4 separate regions of the Mus musculus genome follow, and regions 2, 3 and 4 are each linked to region 1. The links are chromatin contacts, called in public HiCAR-type and promoter capture Hi-C maps. All regions are on one chromosome and are shown on one strand. Each heading gives the region's core, a stretch centred on a gene start, on an enhancer-like site or on the middle of the called end of the contact. The rest is flanking DNA. Distances are from core to core; before and after follow the strand shown. Region 1 holds the start of D430036J16Rik (RIKEN cDNA D430036J16 gene). Region 2 holds the start of Lca5 (Leber congenital amaurosis 5 (human)). Region 3 overlaps Impg1 (interphotoreceptor matrix proteoglycan 1). Region 4 has its middle 120 kb from the start of Irak1bp1.

Region 1 (3,373 bases), core at 624-3,123:
TCTCTCTCTCTCTCTCTCTCTCTCTCTCTCTCTCTCTCTCTCTCTCACACACACACACACACACACACACACACACTCACACACTCACACACACTTTAATAGTATTGGGGGCATTTTCAAGATTTCTGAACAGGGAAACCAGCTCTCTTGGTTACTTTAAAAATTCACACACAAAGGAATCACAGATGGGAGAGAGTGCAAATGATTATCAAAAATTGTCTCATGCAATTTTTAAGTTTTTTTTTACAAGTCAAAATATACATCCTCCTATTTCCCCCTTCATTCCTCAATTATATAAGAAGTCGCTTGTGTTTCTTCAGTCTCCTCTGCGCAGCATGGAACTGGATAATGAAAAAAGCTACTTTCTTGTTAAGGAACAGTATACAACTCTAATCCACTTGAACTCTGACAGCTGCAGGTTGGGCTGAGCAACCCAGCCTATCCTCTTTCCGTGGGGATTTAAGTGTGTGAAATGACAGGTACGTGAGATTAGAAAACAAAGCAGCCTGCAGACTTTGGCACTAGCACACATCATGTTTTGAGTTGTTAAGAGCTGTGGATTGACGATCACTAAACAGGAATTAAAAAAATTAGAAATCTGCAGAAAACAAACAATCTTAGGTGTTGATTCTGAGTATCACTCCCCTTCTCCCATGCCCACCCACCACCCCCATATAATTTTTGATTGTAATAAAAATAGAGATCTTAGCATCAGAATTTTGCTGTTAACTCTTCAAGGTTGCTCTGTGCCGTCCAAGCCACATTCAGTGTTTGAAGCACCAAATCCACAAGTTTCTCCGACCAAATTTAAATAAATAAATGAAGACTGAAGGATGCCAAAGTGTTTAAAACTTAAGCTGTAACACAGAGTTCTCCCCAGAGCATAGAGTATTAATTGTCAAGTTCAAGTACTGCCAGGCTGTATGTAGAGGTGTCTCAGGCCTCAGACAACATCTACAAGTGCTACTGGCTTAGAGGGCAACAACATCCATGATACAAAACGGGGCAGGGATACCCATCCATCACCAATGTTAAAAAGTTGCAACCTTTTGTGTGAATGGCTGCTGGAGGATCTGTGCTGAGCCCGGACTTTGAGTGGAGGAAGCTAAGTTCCTCGGGTATGGAAGCTTTACAGTAGTTTGCGTTGTTCACATTCCAGAGTGCTCTCTCAGAGAAGCTAGGCTTCTGCCGGGGCCTCTGAGGATCCATTGCCCTTGCCCAGAAGAGAGAGCCTTGCTTCCACCCAGTAACAGGGAAAGAAGATTTGACCTACCTGTGAAAAGACCCAACTTGGTCCCCAAAGGTCGCTTAGGCGACCCCACTGCCATTGACAAGTCAACCTGCGCACTTAAAGCGTATCAGTTTGTGGAACGCTTGTTTGAAGTCCTCATTGGACATGGTGTAGATGATGGGGTTGATGAGGGAGTTAAGATAGCCTAACCAATTGAAGAAGTCAAAAATGGCCATGTGAAACCAGCAGGCATCCTTACAGATAGGCATCACCAGGGAGATGATGAAGAAGGGCAGCCAACACACAATAAATGCTCCTAAAATGATCCCTAGGGTCTTGGTGGCTTTGCGCTCCCTAGCGGCCATGAGTTTCTTCTTTTCCAGCAGGGCGTCTGAGACTCGCACTTTGACTTGGTTCACGTACACAGGAGACCCGGACTCACTGGGCACGTCCGGAGCCCGGGAGTTAATGGAGGTGACCGAGGATGTGGATCCCGGGGAGTCTGTTATCAACTGGGCTCGGGTCAAGCGCTTGCCGGTCTTGTTGGGTGTCTGTTTCAAAATCCGAGAGCGGGCTTCCACATAGATGCGGCCATAGAGGGCGATGAGGAGCAGGGTGGGTAAATAGAAAGCGCCCACCGTGGAGTAGACCGTGTAGAGGACGTGGTCGGTGTTCACAAAGCAGTCCAGCATCTCCTCCTCTGCTTTGGCTTGACGCCAGAAGAAGGGTGGCAACGAAATAGAGATGGAGAAGACCCACACCAGCACGATCATGATGGCCGCCCTTTTGGGAGTCCTTTTAGCAGAATACTCCACCGCATCGGTGATGGCCCAGTAGCGGTCCAGGGCGATGACACAGAGATGCATGATGGAAGCAGTGCAACAGGTGATATCCGACGACAGCCAGAAGTCGCAGACCACCTGGCCTAGTGTCCAGCGTCCAGTGACCGTGTACATGGTGCTGATGGGCATCACCAGGATGGACACGAGCAGGTCAGTGACTGCCAGAGAGGCGATCAGGTAGTTAGCCGGGGTGTGTAGCTTCCGGGTCCGATACACCGTAGCGATTACAAAGGCGTTGGAGAGCGTGGTGGCCAAGGTGATGAGCGCCAACAAAGCAACCAGCAGGACTTTCCAGGGCAGGGCGATGGAGTCCTGGTAAATGTAGCCGTCGGCGCTGCAGTTGTGGGAGAGGTTGGTGAGAGGTACCCCTGTCTGGGAGGCGGCGGGAGGCGGCGGGGCGCACTGAATACCCTGCTCCTCCATAGCTCTCCTCGTCCTGGCTGCGGAGCGCAGCTCTTGAACATGGAGCGGACCAGGGAAAGAACAGAGGACGGGAGGATCATGGAGACTATAGGCTTGTCTCCTTTGGCTAGCCAGTTCCGTGGGCTCCTCAGTAACTCCTCCGCCTGTGTTCTCAGCCCAAAGGAGAGGTCACAGGCGCGGCCACCAAGCCTGCGGGCGCGTCCCCTGCACTTCCAGTGCGCCAGGCGCTGCTGCCGCGTCTGCTAGCTCCTCTCCACTCCCCGTCTTCGCCCGGGTGAATAAAGCACTGGCCCACCCAGTCCAGCTTCTCTCAGGTTCCCTGGAGGCAAACAGTGGAGAAGGACTAAGTATCGCTTGTAGAGGGGTCTCGGGGTCTAGTGGGACCTCTTACCCCAATTGCTCAGGTCTCAGCTTCTCCTAACCCGGGCGCTCCGGAATCTGCAGACTCCGCCCGAAGGAGTTTGCTGGCTGTGCAGACCGAAGCTTGCAGGCCAGTGCAGAGTCCTGGGCTTGCATCCCCACCCCATGCCCCCTACAAGCCCGGAGCTCCGCCACTTTCTTTGGCCGCCGCCTGACTTGGGGATTGTGAAGTCTGCGAGCCAGCCGCGCGGCGCCAGCAGCCTGGGCGCCGCACTCCCTCCCTTTTCACACGCTGGCCACACCAGCGAGCTGCCCCGTGGAGACCCGGCCACCAGAGGGGAGACTCTGGGGCCCGAGCTGCGGCAGTTCGAGCCGCCCTGCAGCTGTCACCACCTCCAGGGTTCCAGCAGCGCCGCTGGGAGCCATGCCGCGGGGCACAAGGGGCTGGGGCACCTGGAGCCGCACACCGGGAGGGGGCAGGTGTCTGGGGGAGCGGGAGGAAGTCGGTGTGCGCCAG
Region 2 (3,373 bases), core at 636-3,135, 1.8 Mb after region 1:
AGTAGAAGCCACCAGGAAGGATGGAGTTGGCCAAGAAACTATGGAATGAAAAAAGAAAATAGAAGACTGAGTTATGGAATGAAAAAAAAAAAAATAGAAGACTGAGTCGTGGGCAGAGGAGGGGGTGTCCCCAAGCTTGACAACAGGAGGGACTGCTTGAGTCTTTTTCTAGCAAGTCTGACAGAAGTAGTTCCGTGATGTTAAAGAGATACAGTTTTGGAAATATTTATTTTCCAGAGGCATCAACTGCTTTTGACGTCTGAATGACGGTCCATCAATTTAAAGAACTAAGAGAACTCGTCTTTCCTGCCACACATTTGAATAAACATACTAACCAATGCACAACCGATCACAGGGTGAAATACTGTAAATACTAATAGAAAATTGGAGTGTGGAGAGAGACTAGAAAGAATACAGATTAATGAGAATGAGAAAAATGAAACCTCCATTTACCCTTTTCCTGGATGCCTGTAGCTCTCTCACCCGATCCCTCACCATTTAAATGACTTTTTAAATTTACTTACTTATATTTGATTATTTGTGTGCTTGTTTAGTTAGTAAGTTAGTTATGTGAGTGTTTTGTTGAACGCCTGTCTGTGTGCCATGGATACAGTTCCTGGTACCTAGAAGGGCCAGAAGACAGCGTAGGATTCCCTGGAACTGGAGTTACAGACAGTTGTGGGCTGCCATGTGGCTGCTGGGAATCAAACCTAGGGCCTGTGGGAGAGTAGTTAGTACTCTTAACGGTTGAATCAGCTCTCAAGCCCTAAGTTATGACTGTTGATCCCAAAGACATCTATCTAATCCTGAACGCACGGTTGAGCATCCATGTGTATGTGGTCAAGCCTACTCTGCTTGGGCCAAGAGTTAAGACCCTCAAACTTCGGGATTGAGATGTGCAGGCAGGAGCTGGTCCAGGACAGGAAACACGCGCACACACACACACACACACACACACACACAATTAATCAATCCTAAAAGAAAATTTACTTTCATAAAACCTTCCTCCACACCCCGCCCCCACCCCACTTACCCAAATATAGGTACAAATACCTCCGTAAAATTAATCCTCACAATGTGTCTACCATTCACTGCACTTCTCTGGAGGAAAAATACAGCCCCTAGCAACTTGTTACCAACCAAAAGATACCATTACGTATCAAGCCCATGAAGTGACTAAGAATTTACATTCAGGTGAACTGGTCACACAGGGAAACACTGTTCCCTTATTCAGCTAGCGCGAAACAAAAGGCATGTGCATCCACCCCAACTCAGTTCTGCCAACAGGTAGGTTTTGCTAACTACTTTCATTCGTTCCATTCCATCCCTCAATGATGTATAAAAATAATCCACAGCCTGGACCAAAGTGTCTCTCCCCTTTAACGACAGTGTTAACAATAATATCCTAGACTGTTCCAGAGTCTCTGAAAGGCTCCGCGCGCCCTCCTTTCCCATCCCGATCTACACCAGTCTCCAGGGGTTTCTTTCTGGTAACTTCGTTCTTCTTTGGATCCGTCTGCACATGCTTTCCTTCTGCTTTAGGGGGCTAACAAATCCCAGTCTCTCAACTTTCTCTTCCTTCTCTCCAAAGCATCCGCCGATCAGCCCCGCCTCGCCCCGCCCCATCACGTCCATCCCCCCCCCCCCCCCCCCCCGGCCGCAGACCTCCTCTCTCATCCGAGGCCCGCCCCTCACCCTCCAAGCTGGCACCTCCTGCTCCTGCCTGGATCATCGGCCGATCCCCGAGTCCGACCGACAGCTACGGTCCGAGACCTAGAGTACCCGGACGCTGCAGACTGCGGTTGCGGGGAGTTTGAACTCACTCACTGTAGGGACCACGGCTGCGGGCGGCGGCTCGGCGGCTTCGGCTCCTGGGCAACGGAGCAGAAGCCCAGCTTGCACCGCGGGAGGACCGGCCTCCGCCTCCCCCAGTTCCCATTGGTTACTGGACTCCATACGTTCATTTCTATTGGTTATTGTGGCATCGGAAGGCGGGATGGCGAGGAGAGAGGCATCAACCATTGGTGGGCCGGTGAGGCGGGGAACCGCGACCCGCGAGGACAGTTGCACGGAGCCCAGCACCCAGGACAGACCGAAAGAATGCCAACCCTTCTCATAGAGGGACGCCGGCTCCAGAAAGGGTCTGTGGACAAAACCCTTGGAAACCGGCCCTATTTTTTTCTGAATATTTTGGATTTCGTTATAAAGAAATCAATGTACTTTTCTGGTTCCGCTGAAATTGATGTGTAGGAGGGTGTGGACTTGATATTTTCATGATACTGCTGCCTGGGTTCTGGACTTTCTTGAGATAACACATCTTGAATATGGCTTGCGCATGATTTTTAAGTTCTGAAGGAAATCTGGGGCTAAAGGATAATGAGAACACGTTTGTTCTCGTTATGTTTTCAAAGAATTGTTTTTAAAGGAAATATTCTGAAGTGCATGACAGTGGGCTAAGGGCAGCTAGATGGCTAATTTTTCTTTTAAACTTGACAGTGCACACTAAGCAGTATTAATTGCAGTAGGTAAAGAAGCTATAAAGAAAATCTTTTCCACGGGGGCTCTGACGCTCTCTGAGCTTCTCATCCAGACCGTTTAATAAGACTGTTCAGTTCCCGATTGAAGCCTGCTGTCATTTATACTCCAGAAAATAGATTCAGGGGGTAGTAAGCGGTGAGATCAGGATAGAACCACATGGCTATTAACTTCCAAATCTAGCATCTTTAGAGCATTTCTCTAACAGGGTAATAGCATTACTGGCAAGTCAAAAAAGTATCTAAAATTTTAGAAATCTCCCAAACAAAATACCTAATTGTGTATAACATTTTCAGTGTCCTTATTACACCACACAGTGTTACTCTATCAGAGATAACAATTACTTTATTTGACCTTGAAAAAAAATAACCAAAATAATTTATAGTTCCTCAAAGCCAGTTTTACCAAATTGATGTTTTAAAGATTTGTCCCAAGTGTGATGATAACTTCACCTTTCTACATGGCATGACTTTGATCTGCCATTTTTATTAGGACTTCAGTTTTCTGATTATACCATTTCACTTCACTGTGTACTACACAGGTTACAGCTTTCCAGGAAAAAAGAACTGAAGCTACCAAACCACATTTTAATATTTTTACTAATTGAAACTATTTAACTGCATTAAATATTTAACTGCCGTTTGTAAAGATTGTGTTTGGGGATGAATCCTAATCACAGTTGGGCACTCTGGGTTTGTATTCTAGTCTCACAGGAATTCCTGTTACTACAGTGCTTCAGACTCCCATTGGCCAATGAATGCCCCTCCCCCCCTTTTTTTTCCTGCAGGACTTTGCCATGTTTGATGCTCTATGGCAATGACACACACACACAAAAAAA
Region 3 (3,373 bases), core at 306-2,805, 1.3 Mb before region 1:
TGCTCAGACACATCAATGAACAAAACAGCTGTCAGTCTCCGTGAGCTTACTGCATAGTGGAGGGAGCCTGATAGACAACCCTCCAAGTAACACACCAGAAGATTCAAAATGGCAGGTGGAGGGTAAGTGCTCTGGAAATAAACCCAGTGGGAGAGGAGGCAAAGGAATCAGTTGCACAGCAAATACAAAGGAGAAGGGTGTAGGAGGAAGAGCATCATGTTCAGGGGACCCCTGGCTTGGGGGCAGTGAGACCCCATTGAATGGTCCAGTACCTGCCAATGGTCATGGTAGCTGAAGAGGGAATTCTCCTAGACAGTCTTTCTTAGGATTGTTCAGTTAAAATAAGGAAGCAATCCAAGGAAGTGGGAGAAATGGTTACTAAAACAAAACAAAACAAAACAAAACAAAACAAAACAAAACAAAACAAACAAGCAAAGAAAACCACCAGGGACAGCTTTTGGAAAGTGGAGAGGGTACATCTAAGGAGACTCAGGACTGAATGTGGGCAGTGGCTCGCAGATGTTCACTGCTGAGCCTGCCTGCTTTTCTGAATTCTAACTGAAAAAAGTGTAATTTTTTTTTCCTTTTCTCCCTTTCTGTCTGTTCTTTGGAAACAGGCTAAAATTCTAAGCATGATCACGCCGACACTCTAAAAATTATTACTCTGAAGAAAACTCTCCTTCAGCTGCCTGCTACCCCATGGTTTCTCTTCTAATCACCAATAAAATGAACCACAAGCTTAAAAAGAAAAAAAAAAGGATTAGTTTTCTCTAGTACTACAGGAAGCACAGATGTCATTAAGTCCTATGACAGTGTGACGACTTTTTACAAAATAATTTTACACCTTCTTTCGTGGATAACTGGCAAGTGAAAAAAATGTCTGCCTTTCCCTCTTATTTATAATGGCAAACATCGCTGGAGAATGTATTCCAAGGCACAAGAGGGAAACCTGGGGCAGAGGGATCAGAGAACTCGCTGGGGGAAAGACCTGGGAAAGTCTGAAGAAGTTCCGGTGAGAGCACTGCACAAGGCCGAGAGAGTAGTGTTTCCTCAGAAGGGAAAGAGTCTCTGAAACTTGAAACTGAGGTTTCAAGGCATCACCAGGTGTCTACTGATGCTACACTGGAAATTGTAGTGAGATACTCAGGGGAACTAGCAGTAAATACATAGAAGGCTAACCTGAGGAGACCATGCTTCAAAGTCATGGAAATCAGGAAGTAAAGAGCAAACAGTACACTCGTGGATATAATCTGAATGCTAACGATGGATTTAATGATAGTTGTATTATTTACCGAAAGGTTGCTAGGGGAGGCGGAAGGGATCACACTGAAAGAAACTGAAACCATTATCTCCACTAATAGAAAGTCAACAAATGTTAAATAATTTCTTTTTAAAAATGCGAGGAAGAGTGAGTGCCAAGAAGATAGCTTGAGTTCAAAGGCAACATTTTAAGGTAAGGGACCTCACAGAAAGTAGGCGTGAGATATCACACGTCCCTATGGCTTAACTTCAGAGATCGCTCTTTTGGTGTGGAGGTGGATGGAGATTTCAAATGCGGTTCTAGAAACGAACAGAGGAGTGGTATCAGGGAGAGCCACGGATCAAGAACCCCCATCGGTCTGCTTCTTCAGGACAGTGACACAAGACTGGTGGGCTGTCAGAACGAATTTTTCTCAAAACGCTGGAAAATTGTCTAGTAACGCTTAGCAATCACAGGGCTGCTTAATTACGAAAACCTGGCCGGATCTCAGCGCTCCCAGTGAACCGCGAGGCAGTTTTTACTTTTTCTGTTTCCCTGGGCTCTGAGGCTCAGCGGTAGCCTGGGAAACAGCAGCTCCGATCCTCAGTACCAGGACTTAGCAAGCAGAATGGACATACTGAAGAAAAAAGAGTAATTATTTGTTTTGACCTGTCTTTTGACTCCCTGGAAGCCAGACTCAAAAGGCCTGCCTTTCTGCCTGCTAAGCAGGACTCTCCTGAGGCTGAAGTGGCTGCCTGCGGGGTGCCTGTTGAAACCACAAGGCACAAATACTAATTGCCTCTGTGTGAAGCTGTGGCAGCTGCGGGGCACAACAGCTCCTAGCCAAAACCATCGGGAGGAAAAGGCAGAGGAAGAGTTGCTCTGTGGAACAGCTCTGTCCCCGCGGAGAAGAAGTTGGCTCACAGGTTTAGCGTGTCTACTCTGAGAGGACAGAATTCCACATAGGCTTCAAGGTCAAGCTTCTTGAACGCAGAAACTCCAGCAACTAATTTTTTTTCCATTTATGCATTTTTTTTCATTTAAACAATCTACATAAATGGAAAAATTCCGTGTGGTGATAACATTTTTCTGAAAAGTATCTTTTGACCCCAAAGGAAGAGTATTCTTGCCTGACCTCACAGCTAAGCTAATAATATGCGTGAGGTTAACCCGCAGTCCTGTGTACTTAGCTTGTATAAGTTTAACGTGCCTTTAAGAGAACAATGTAACTAACTTTATTGCTTCTTGGATTTCTCATGCAATCAGAGTTTGCAACTTCAGCTAAGTATATAATTGTTACATACATATGTTGCATACTTTTTCATGTGCTCCCTCACTCAACAGAATAGTGTTTGTATGTGTTGTGGTTGAAAACAACATATGGGCACAGGCTTATGGTGTGTGTGTGTGTGTGTGTGTGTGTGTGTGTGTGTGTAGTTTTGAGTCCTATTCTAGGTTCAGTAAAGTAACTCCTTCCCTTGAAAAACCCCGTTAAAGATCTCTAAAAATGATCTTCAAACCTTTACTGTATCACACTTTCTGTGCTGTTCAAAGAACACAGAACAAAGCCTGTTGTTACAGGTGGGCACACTCACAGCCCCAACACAGGCAGCAAGGACATCACACATGTGTGACGGACTGCAGATAATCTAGTAGCCACAGACAACCGTTAGATAGAAGACACAGGGAGAGGCAGAGAATTCGAATTTGAGCTTGGTCTTGGCCAAAGTAATACAGCAGGCAGCTCCTGTCTTCAATACTGAACAGGGCAGAGACGCACCTTGCCTCTTCTGAGGTTTCTTTAAGGCTTCAATTAGCTCAGTTTTCAGTATTTGAAATGTGGGAGTTGGGTTTTCTCACTCACCGTACTTCAGGAGAGTCATCTCAGTTGTTATCACTAATTTGTTCCTTCATACATGGTTTGGGCAAACCATGAATGGTTTCAGCCTGCACCCACTGAAGGAGTTGTGGCGTTTGAACTGAAGGCAGACCTTCTATTTTAGCCTCCCGGCTTGCCTCAGTTTAAATGTTCAATGTCCTATCTGTGGATTGGGCACGACGTGGAATGATACCTAGCATTTAACATTTCTGAGTAGGGGCATTTTACTTCATATTTGAATTCCTCCATTATTT
Region 4 (3,373 bases), core at 620-3,119, 1.1 Mb after region 1:
GTCATCTAAGACAAACAAGAGGTGAGGTTGAGCCTGTGACTGAGAGTGGCAGAGCTGGGGAGACTTTGGGGGAATTGGGAGAAGACCAAATGAACTGGACTCACTGGACGTCAAGACACTGCTTAGGCAGTGAAGCTGATAACCAGGAAATGTTCATAGCCACACATTAGGGAAAATATTAAGTACATGTTACTCACTCGTTCATTTTCTTTTAAACTTTCAATTCAAAAAAATCACAAAACTTAGGTAATGTTCTAGTTATTTAATGTTCTTTAGTTGTTCCAAAGGATAGATGGAACTTACATAACAGTCTATGTGGTAGCTAATATTTCTGAGACTCCCACAGACCCATAAAGCAAAACACAAAAACAGCCAAACTGAGCTCAAAGCATCCTATTAAACAAGAAGAATAAATTAAATATTTTACTTATAACATACAAAGGGGGAAAGCTAGGGAATACAAATATATGGAAAGAAAGAAAGTAAAGACAAAGTCCTGTTATTTTTTAATAAGTGAATATGGGATGACAGAAAATACAGCTGATACCTAATGTAAAATTAATGTTCAAGTGTAAGATAAAAATATTATTAGCACATTAGATCATCCTAGCTTGTTTTGTAAAGATAAAATATAGGTATATATAAAGAATAATATGTAAGTTATATTAATATGTATAAGCTATGTAATGTGTAAATAGTATGTAATGGTATGTAAATATGTAAATAATTGTGATATTAACAAGGAATATCACATCACTGAAGAAATGACATCATTCTTAATTATGACAGACAAGCTGAGGAGAAAGGGAGCAATTTAAGTGCAGACCTCATCATCACAAGGGCTGTATAAGCCATCCCAACAGTACAGTAAAACAACATTAATTAAGAACCATATTTAAAACAGTAAAAAAAAAAAAAAAAAAAAAAGGCCAGCTATATAAAGAAAAGAAAAGGCTATTTCAGCAGCAAGCAAGCTGAATAAAGAGGAAATTCCCAGAAAGCAGACATTCAATGAACTGTAGTTACAGTAGAAGGAATTGCTACACACTGGAAACCAATAGGGCCTTTCCATTCCTGTGGTCTCTGAAATAGATGTTTAAGAGGGGACTGAGAGTTCAAGGCTTCACAATAGCAGAGATGGGGGGAGGGGTGGGAGAAGATGGAGGGGGAGGGGGAGGGAGAGGGAGAATAATGAAGGGAGCAAAACTTGAAGGGGCAAAGACAAAGAGACCTGGACCTTAGTACATACAACACTGGTTCCCTCTAAGAAAGCATTCCTCCCCTAGCTGACTGTAGACTCACGTCCTCTGAGGACTGGTTAACAAAGAGGAAATTTCCAATGTTTTTGCTGTTTGTTTTTGTTTTGTCTTTAGCACTGCACCGCAGTGAATATGGAAGAAAGAGATATTTAAAAGGAAGCCATTTCCAAACTGCACTGCCCTTCATTTCTATGAGGCTGATCCTGCTGACTGCTTGACACACAGGCTGGAGAAATCAGGGCGAAAGGCTCTCTGGTTGGGATGTGGTAGCCCATCCATCCTCAGCTTTATTTGAATGTGCAAATTCTGAAGTCCCCAGTCACTGAGACGGAATACAGTTTTTGCCTTTCAAAACAAGATCAAGCCAGAGTTTTATGTCCCCCCTAGGATTCCCAGAGTCTTAGAGCCAGGACACTCAGAACACTGAAGAAAGAGAAACTGAAAAGGCTGGGCCTGGCACAGTTTCACGGTCTAATTAAGGTGGAGGCAGGAAGCGAGTCTAAGATTCTGAGCGTTTTCTTCATAAAAATTTGCTTAGGAAGGTGATTGTGCTCTCAGGTCTGCCCAGCACATCTGGTAGGAAAGAACAGCCACCTCTATTTGCATCCTATGAACAAGTTCAAAACCTAACGTGCAGTTTGGGACGGACCAAAGAAAAGGAACCAACAGCTGACTGACTGAAACCTTCTCTATAATTAGCAAGTAATCGTATATAGAGGAGAGACGAATCATGCCATAGAGAGGACGTTTTTAAGAGACAGGTGCGGAAAGAGATGCAGAAATTACTGAGCAGGAAACAGTTCCTTGGAGACCACGGGTGTGATATGCCAGAGTGGGGTCAAGACAGAAGGTCTCTGACAGAGGTGAGGACTGAGAGAACAGAAAACAGTGTGGCGCAGAGACGAGGGGAACACAGGCACGTTCTTCTCTGTTAGCTCAGGGGCTATGAACAGACCTGCAAACTCCAGGCAAGATGGTCAGAAGTCCTTCAACTATGCTGACATTTCCTGCAAGTTCTGAGCTAACGAGCCCTACCTAAGATGGAGACTGCCCCTCAGGCAAGCGGTTGGAAGGAAGGAAACATCAGTATGTGTGAACCATAAAGGAAAAAAAAAAAAAAAAACCACACATTTACCTTCAGAAATTTCTAACCTAAGAATAGAATTCTTTTCAAATTGTTAATTAGGTTTGGCTTTAGATAATACTGCTTGAAGATAGCAAGACCTTTAATTCCGGAATCCTCAGGTTCTAATAGAAGCCAGTGGTTGGATGCCTTTTGTGGAACCTCGAATCTTTAGATCAAGATATGATTTGACAAGGTAAGTCTGTTAGCAGCAGGATTTACCCTACAGTGCAGATCACAGGCAGACTAATGCACTGCCTGTCTCCCTGACAAATGCATTCTTACTTCTGATGCTTGGTTGACACTTCATGGGTGTTGAATCCTTCTTCTTTCAGTAATTAGCCTAGGGAGAACAATTACAAGATCTGTACACCACAATCCCTACCCCTCCTAACTCCTTTGAAGACCTTGCTAATCAATCTCCATGTTCTCTGCTGCCTGAGGCAGGACTCAACCTCATAACGCCATTCCACGAGCCAGAAGCTGGCACGGGAGGAAATAGCTGCTCTCTACCTGTAAGCTGTTTCATCATTTTCTTGATGTCTTACTCAAAAATTAGCAATTGGTAATTATACTCCAGCCAAATATAATCGCTGGGGCTGGGGGCAGTGTGATGGGTAGACTAGAAAATGTAGATCAAAGAGGAATTCTTTTCTATGACTGTGGAAAATCTGAGTGAAGGATCATGCCATGATGCACAAGTTCATAAGTGTGCAGGAAGCAATGCTTTGGTAACTTTGCTCTCGGGCTTTTGAAAGCAGACACTCTTGTTCTCACACTGCCAGCAGGAGCTCCGGATTTCTCATCTTAACTTAAGGCCAAGCAGCTCTCCCATTATCCCGTTAGCCCATTATCCCGCTGGACCACTAGGCTGGGGCAGCTCTCCCTTTATCCTGCTGGGCTAGATGGGATTGCCTTCGTTCTTTTCCCAGAATTTCTGCTGTGAAAATTTGAGTTGAAATCAAAAGTGTTTCGCCACTTGGAGTGAACA

What was found. Promoter capture Hi-C pulls out the DNA fragments that hold promoters and counts their contacts. HiCAR-type assays count read pairs that join an accessible place to other places.
Region 2: a contact with region 1 is called in a HiCAR-type map of astrocytes, with 4 times the contacts expected there. The contact joins the promoter of Lca5 here to the promoter of D430036J16Rik in region 1.
Region 3: a contact with region 1 is called in a promoter capture Hi-C map of second pharyngeal arch cranial neural crest. The contact joins the enhancer-like site here to the promoter of D430036J16Rik in region 1. A contact is called at or near these places in 7 of 39 promoter capture datasets (the 3T3-L1 cell line, cranial neural crest, embryonic stem cells and 4 more), 1 of 484 Hi-C or Micro-C datasets (CD8 T cells), 5 of 115 datasets of contacts at active chromatin or transcription factors (craniofacial prominence, embryonic fibroblasts, embryonic stem cells and 1 more) and 3 of 9 other capture datasets (adipose tissue, liver and pancreatic islet).
Region 4: a contact with region 1 is called in a promoter capture Hi-C map of frontonasal cranial neural crest, with 4 times the contacts expected there. The contact joins the enhancer-like site here to the promoter of D430036J16Rik in region 1. A contact is called at or near these places in 5 of 39 promoter capture datasets (cranial neural crest, frontonasal cranial neural crest, liver and 2 more), 1 of 115 datasets of contacts at active chromatin or transcription factors (astrocytes) and 2 of 9 other capture datasets (adipose tissue and liver).

Annotation. Positions count from the first base shown.
Region 1 is chr9:81,630,057-81,633,429 of GRCm38.p6, forward strand. D430036J16Rik (RIKEN cDNA D430036J16 gene) reads left to right here and starts at 1,874. Exons shown (of 3, transcript NR_040395.1): 1 at 1,874-2,223. Htr1b (5-hydroxytryptamine (serotonin) receptor 1B) reads right to left here. Exons shown (of 2, transcript NM_010482.2): 2 at 1-2,815. The coding sequence starts at 2,496. The coding sequence ends at 1,336.
Region 2 is chr9:83,439,214-83,442,586 of GRCm38.p6, forward strand. Lca5 (Leber congenital amaurosis 5 (human)) reads right to left here and starts at 1,886. Exons shown (of 8, transcript NM_027448.2): 1 at 1,696-1,886. All of the region lies in intron 1 of Gm2087 (predicted gene 2087), which reads left to right.
Region 3 is chr9:80,350,171-80,353,543 of GRCm38.p6, forward strand. The region is part of intron 12 of Impg1 (interphotoreceptor matrix proteoglycan 1); the gene reads right to left. Among named protein-coding and RNA genes, the nearest start is that of Gm27227, 86 kb to the left of the region's middle. Within about 2 kb of position 1,556, at least 35 of the 459 cell types and tissues checked have an H3K27ac peak or open chromatin away from gene starts, as enhancers often do. A contact at or near this core is called in second pharyngeal arch cranial neural crest, where this site is marked.
Region 4 is chr9:82,708,507-82,711,879 of GRCm38.p6, forward strand. No RefSeq gene overlaps it. Among named protein-coding and RNA genes, the nearest start is that of Irak1bp1, 120 kb to the right of the region's middle. Within about 2 kb of position 1,870, at least 12 of the 459 cell types and tissues checked have an H3K27ac peak or open chromatin away from gene starts, as enhancers often do.